2 separate regions of the Mus musculus genome follow, and region 1 is linked to region 2. A link is a contact called in public Micro-C data. All regions are on one chromosome and are shown on one strand. Each heading gives the region's core, a stretch centred on a gene start, on an enhancer-like site or on the middle of the called end of the contact. The rest is flanking DNA. Distances are from core to core; before and after follow the strand shown. Region 1 holds the start of Thbd (thrombomodulin). Region 2 holds the start of AI646519 (expressed sequence AI646519).

Region 1 (3,681 bases), core at 62-2,561, 1.0 Mb before region 2:
TCGCGAGGCTTCCCACAGACGAATTTCCTAACCTTCAGCTTTGCTCCAGGCAGTCTGAGCTGCTCCGTAGCAGTTGTAGTAAGTAATGCTCTACTGTCCTTGGATTGGTCTAGAGTTCAACAGCACCGCCTCCTGGCAGTGGGGTGGAAGTGACTGCCACGGAGTGCAGGGTCCTCTTGGTGTGTGTGTGTGTGTGTGTGTGTGTGTGTGTGTGTGTGTGTGATGACGCGCACGCTTGGGGAATAGGCAGATGAGAGAGGTGGGGAGGAGGTGGCTAAGCTTTGATTTGAACACAGCCCTCCACATTCTTGGTGAGTGCTTAGCATCTAAAAGTCTTAAGTGACAGATTCCCTTCCTCCCCTCCCAGCTGCCCACAAGACACTCCTCTTCAATGCCCTTTGTGAGCAAACGGATTGTGTAGGCACCTCTATCTTTTGAGACTCTCAAATGACGATGGAAATGATCACGTCAAAAGGAACCAAGTAGGCTCTATTGTAGCTCATACAGTCTCCTTGCAAAGCCCCCTCCCCCCCTCCCCACCCCGGGGCCAGTTTCATTGAGGGGTCTGAGATAGGCTTGGAGGAAAACAAAACAAACCAGAACAAAGGAACGCAACACACCTTCCCCAGAGGATTCTGCAGGAATTGAACTGGGAAAGGGGGCCATGATCTCTGAGCCCAGACAAAACTTGCACGATGTTCTCAAGCAACTAGATAGGGTCTGGCCTTGGAGATGCCTGCTCAGAACAGGAGAGGAATGGAGACTGGAGAAGGGTTTGGGGTTATTAGACCACTCTCTCCTCTTGCTGCCCTAGTATTGTTTCCCCTGGCCTCCTCCAAGGTCATTTGGGACCTAAACCTCCGATTGTCAATGCAGCCAGGCTTCCTGAGTTCCTGCCTTGCATTTAGCTCACCTTTTTCAGAGTCTTGCAAGTCTCAGACACACCTCTACTGGACTTTTCTTTTCCCTGCCCCACCAACCGGACCATCTTCCAAACTTTGGTAGCATCTATGTGGAAGTGTGAGTGTGAGTGTGTGTGTGTTCGCGTCTGAGTGTGTGTACGTGTGTAGAGGTTTAAACACAGGCTACCCGCGGGCTATACCGGAGAGTCTGGGGCAGGAACTGTCGTCTTGCTGACACAGTTCTGTTCTGTGGTGGCGCCTGCAGGCCACGCCCGAGGGCCTCCCAACGCCCAGACAGACTTTTTAACTCATCGCGCAGAGGTGATCCCAGGCTGGAGGGCGGGCGCAAGGCGTCCGGAGAACCCAGTAATCCGAGAACGCAGCATCAGCCCTTCCCACCAGGCACTTCCTTCCTTTTCCCGAACGTGCAAAGAGGGAGGGCCGCGCATTTATAAACTGGAGCTTCAGCGGAGTGGCATGTTAGAGGCTGCCTCGCAGGGACTAGGAGCCTGGGCTAGAAACGTCTAGGTTGTGATAGAGGCTAGCTGCTGTCGCCGCAGGCATACGGAAACCCCTCTGCCTGGACTGGGTGTCTGCACCAGCGCAGGGCTAGCTTTTCTCGGAACTTGCACGGTGCACCCCTGGACAGCATGCTTGGGATTTTCTTTCTGGGTGTGCTGGCTCCAGCTAGCCTGGGGCTCTCCGCACTAGCCAAGCTGCAGCCCACAGGCAGTCAATGCGTGGAGCATGAGTGCTTCGCGCTTTTCCAGGGCCCCGCGACCTTCCTCGATGCCAGCCAGGCCTGCCAGCGCCTGCAAGGACATTTGATGACAGTGCGCTCCTCAGTGGCTGCCGATGTCATCTCCCTTCTGCTGAGCCAGAGCAGTATGGATTTAGGGCCCTGGATCGGTTTACAGCTCCCGCAGGGCTGTGACGACCCGGTGCATCTCGGGCCCCTGCGCGGCTTCCAGTGGGTTACTGGCGATAACCACACCAGTTACAGCAGGTGGGCGCGGCCCAACGACCAGACGGCTCCACTCTGCGGCCCTCTGTGCGTCACGGTCTCGACAGCAACTGAAGCTGCACCCGGCGAGCCGGCCTGGGAAGAGAAGCCATGCGAGACTGAGACCCAGGGTTTCCTCTGTGAGTTTTACTTCACAGCTTCCTGCAGGCCTCTGACGGTGAATACTCGCGATCCTGAGGCTGCCCACATCTCTAGTACCTACAACACCCCGTTCGGGGTCAGTGGTGCGGACTTTCAAACGCTGCCGGTAGGCAGTTCCGCCGCGGTGGAGCCCCTTGGCTTGGAGCTGGTGTGCAGGGCCCCGCCCGGAACTTCAGAGGGACACTGGGCTTGGGAAGCGACAGGAGCCTGGAATTGCAGCGTGGAGAATGGTGGCTGTGAGTACTTGTGCAATAGGAGCACGAATGAACCCAGATGCCTCTGCCCCAGAGACATGGACCTGCAGGCCGATGGACGTTCGTGTGCAAGACCTGTGGTTCAATCGTGCAACGAACTCTGCGAGCATTTTTGTGTCAGCAACGCTGAAGTGCCAGGCTCTTACTCCTGTATGTGTGAGACAGGCTACCAGTTGGCTGCAGACGGACACCGGTGTGAGGACGTGGATGACTGTAAGCAGGGGCCCAATCCATGTCCCCAGCTCTGTGTTAACACCAAGGGCGGCTTCGAATGCTTCTGCTATGATGGCTATGAGTTGGTGGATGGAGAGTGCGTGGAGCTTCTGGATCCGTGTTTCGGATCTAACTGCGAGTTTCAGTGCCAGCCAGTGAGCCCCACCGACTACCGATGCATCTGCGCTCCAGGCTTCGCACCCAAGCCGGATGAACCGCACAAGTGCGAAATGTTCTGCAATGAAACTTCGTGCCCAGCAGACTGTGACCCTAACTCTCCTACTGTTTGTGAATGCCCTGAAGGCTTCATCCTGGACGAGGGTTCCGTATGCACGGACATTGATGAGTGCAGTCAAGGCGAATGCTTCACCAGTGAATGTCGAAACTTCCCTGGCTCCTATGAGTGTATCTGCGGGCCTGACACAGCCCTTGCTGGTCAGATTAGCAAAGACTGTGACCCCATCCCTGTTAGGGAAGACACCAAGGAAGAGGAGGGCTCTGGGGAGCCTCCAGTCAGCCCTACGCCAGGCTCTCCGACAGGTCCCCCTTCTGCAAGGCCAGTGCACTCTGGCGTGCTCATTGGCATCTCCATTGCCAGCCTGTCCCTGGTGGTGGCGCTTTTGGCGCTTCTCTGTCACCTGCGCAAGAAGCAGGGCGCTGCTCGTGCAGAGCTGGAGTACAAGTGCGCATCTTCCGCCAAGGAGGTAGTGCTGCAGCACGTCAGGACTGATCGGACGCTGCAGAAGTTCTGAGGGATTTGCTCCAGAGACCCAGGTGGCCTTTGTCTTTCCGGGCTCTGTACCTCTCCTCTCCTCTCTCTCTCTCCAGCCTCCCAGCTGTGTTCTCTGGCAACTTAAAAGCACCCTGGCTGGTATAATAACCAGAGAAGAGCCCATCCTCTCAGGACAAGCGAGGGTAGGGAGGACTTGAAGCAGGACAGCCCAGTTTCTTCCAAGTAGATACTGGACAACTGGGCGGAGGTGGCAAATACAGCGGAGATCCCAGAGTACCCCAGTCCCTCACCTCACCTCCTAGTGCTGCTGATCTGTAGGCTTGAAGGCAAACCTTGACCCCATGGGCTGGAGATGACCCAGATATTTATTTTTTTTAAAGTATTTAGTATTTTCTTCCCTCCAGTTTTCTTCTG
Region 2 (3,272 bases), core at 317-2,816:
ATTTCAGTGACCCGAAAGGAGCACAGCATTCCAGGTTCTGCCTCGAATGACAAAGCCCACCCACCAGAACTCATTCCTCTCCAGTAAGTGACACAAGGAACAAGCAGGAAAGGCAGACTTGCTGCTTCCTGTCCCCAACAATCGGGCAATCTTCAAAAAACCATAATGGTTGCTGAGCTCCTGTTCCAGATCCAGACAGTCTCTTTCAGACAGGCCAGGAGATCCTGCCCGCACTCCACACACACACACACACACACACACACACACACACACACACACACACTTCCTCATCCGTCTGGCCTAGACATTCCCTGGCACCAGTAGTCTTCCAGAGGTCTCTGCTAAATGACCCTTCAGCTCTGGTATTAAAAATCAACTCTTCTAATTCATATCCATGCACAGTGCTGGGCCTCCAAGCTGGCCTTCATAAAGGCAGCAATCCCGAAGGAAGCAATGAGCTGGTCATGGAGTTCTGCACCTCATGCCGTGCCAGCAGAGCAAGACCTGGGAATTCCCAGGTGAGACAAGTAGACACCAAGAGCTTTGGGGCTAGTCACAAAATAGCCTGATGGAACCCCAGGAAACAGCCACAATCCTGGACCTTCCATGGAGTTCAAACCACCCCTCAGGAATCAAGAAAATGCCTCTCCTCACCAACACACATCCCTCCATCTCTAGCTCTTCAGAGCAGCCTGGAGACTGCTCAGTGTTCAAGGGCAGTGATGTTGTTAAAGGCTCCTGCAGGTTGACTCTGTCAGCATAGCTTCAGGAGCCTCGCTGGAAGCCCTGACCACTTTTCTCCCTTTTCTGGGGGAGGGGAACTTTGATGGACCGCATTCAACCCATGCAAATGTGTGTCAGAAGGACCTTTACCATAAATTCCTGGCTCTCCAGGGAAACTGTACAACACCCAGTAGTCTGGGATTGGTGTGAAGGGAACTGTGAAAGAGAACTGGGAGATTCGAAAGAAGAGGTATCTCTGTCTGGCCGCCCATAAACATAGTGCTAGCTCAAGCTCTAAGAGTTTCAGAGAGGTTGCTGGGATGTGGAAGAGGTCTGGGGGACCCGTGCACCCTTGAAGGTGCCCCAACCCCCCAGTGAGAACAGTAAACACACGGAACACCAGGCCCATTAGAACAGGGCAGCCTTCCGGTAAAGACCTAGAGAACAACATAGATTTAAGGTGGGCATGCTAGGTGTAGGAGCTTTCGGTGGGGTGGGGGTGGGGGGCTGCGGAGAGCGCAAGGAGCAGAGAATGAATGCACTTGGGGGGGGCAGTTCCTTGAGGCTTCTCTCTTTCAATTCTTTTCAGATCATTTGGTATTTGAGAGCCTTTAATCTAGAGATTCATTTCCAGGATTTCTAGTCAGGCAAGGAATATTAAGAAATGTGCGATCCTTTGCCATCTGACTCCGCTAGGTGTGAAAAACAGCTTCTATCCCTTAACCCAAAAATGCATCAAAGTAGCTAGCTAAAGGCTGAAGGGCTGGAGGAGGGGGGTCGGTAAGCCAGCTCAAAGAGTAGCTAAAGTTAGCTATGCCACAGAGAGCTGTTTCAATGAAACTATCCTTTGCTCAGTCTGCCGCTTCCTCTGCAAGAAGCTCGGTCCAGACAGCACCAAACTCTCTAGAGGAAGGCCCACTGGTGATCCAGGAGAGGAGAAGGTGGAGGAGCGACTTAGGAGATTTGCACTTGTGGCGGCAGGCTCTCTGGAATAACTGAACCTGCCAGGCTTCCCCATCACCATGTTCCCTCCTCAACAGCCAGCTGCGTGCCTGCTCGACCACACAGTGGTCAGCAGGTCTAGGCTTCAGAAAAACCTTACAGTTTGTCGCCCCCTGTCGGGTCCGGTCCCGGCTTGGCTGCGCAGGTTCCCGCGCAGCTGGCTGGATGAGGTGGCGCAAAGGTTGGAGTGCAGAAGGCAAAGTGTCTCTTCAACTTTCCGGGCTGCGGCTTGGTTATCTCCACCGCTCTGGAGCAGCTAATGGTCCATGAGGCGCACGCAAAGGTAAGAAAGCTCGTATACTTCACTTTTGGTTTGATAAAATAGTATTGCATGCGCTAAGCCCGGCGTGCAACCAAGTGAGCGAGTAGTGGTTTCCAGGAACGTGGAAGTTCCCGGGCTGGAGAACCTCACACAGCGAAAGCCTGGTCCGCCCTGTGCTGAAAGCTCACAGGGCCAGAGGACTAAGGTGAGGGTCTCTAAGGGTTCCTGGCTCAGGTATCCCAGGGCAGAGAAAGAAGGTGAGGCAAGCTTCATAGGCGTTGGAAGTTAAAGAGGAGGTTAAAAGAGAAGCGAGTCTTTCTGGGGACTGGAGGCTGGGAGCGGAGAAAGTCGCTAAGAGCCAGAGAGTCACCAGAGCCGTGAATGGAGGACCCTAATGTTCAGGCTGAATGAGTCAATCTCCAAGCTTCACTTCTCTGCACCATCTTGATTTTTGATGGGATGGTGGTGCGGGGGAAGTTATTTGGGTGCAAACGAAGCGTGCAACGGGCTGACTGTTCCCCGGGACTCACACATTTCAGGTCTCCAGCAATAAACTAAACAAGCAGAAGCAAGTTCCACTCTGGACCCGCAGGTGCGCGGCTTGATTCTGCCGGGAAGGAACCCAGAGTAGGAGCAAACACGCCGCTTTCGCAGAGCAGCTCTGAAGTAGCCTGCGTCGGTTTTCCAGCAGCCGGGGACTGGTAGAACTGGGTTTCGCTGCTCCAGTCTCTCCTGACTCAGGCCTTGCACTTTCGTTGTTTCATGAACACTGAGAAGTGCGTTACATGGTTTGAAATTAAAGTCAAACAAACGATCTCTTTTCTTTTAAAATTCGTGTGCTGGTTTGTTTTGTCCTTTTTTTTTTTAAGCAATGCAAACTTCAGAGTACTTTGTGTAAGGATTCTGTGTAAGGACAGACTACGCAACGGACTTTGTGTAAGAAGAGCCTACTTTACTCTTTAAGGGCATTTTACAATGGACAATTTTACCACTACACAACACTTAAAAATAAGAAAATGCTTTTTTTTTTTTTTTTTTTAGTTTGACATGTGGCCAGGTGCAAGAAAGCGTTGGAGGCAAAGCCTTGGGGGACTACAGGAATCTAGCTCATGGAACAGTGTAGACTGCAAGGTAGATACACGGACAGTGGGGACAGTGGAGAGTGACTGGGATGAAAGGGAAGGATAGGGAGAAGGAAGACTCACAGATTAATTGATCTCAAAGATCAAGTCAGCATAAGGCCTGTGTCCCTTCCCCACCTTAGGGAGCCAGTGTTTTCCCATCT

Evidence for each region. A called contact is a pair of places that touch in the nucleus more often than the background predicts.
Region 1: a contact with region 2 is called in a Micro-C map of embryonic stem cells, with 2.9 times the contacts expected there. The contact joins the promoter of Thbd here to the promoter of AI646519 in region 2. A contact is called at or near these places in 1 of 39 promoter capture datasets (embryonic stem cells), 6 of 484 Hi-C or Micro-C datasets (embryonic stem cells and nephron progenitors) and 1 of 9 other capture datasets (embryonic stem cells).

What each region holds. Positions count from the first base shown.
Region 1 is chr2:148,405,818-148,409,498 of GRCm38.p6, reverse strand. Thbd (thrombomodulin) reads left to right here and starts at 1,311. Exons shown (of 1, transcript NM_009378.3): 1 at 1,311-3,681. The coding sequence starts at 1,553. The coding sequence ends at 3,286.
Region 2 is chr2:147,361,087-147,364,358 of GRCm38.p6, reverse strand. It overlaps AI646519 (expressed sequence AI646519), which reads left to right and starts at 1,566. Exons shown (of 2, transcript NR_040330.1): 1 at 1,566-2,008; 2 at 2,527-2,818. It also overlaps a transcript of Pax1 not described here.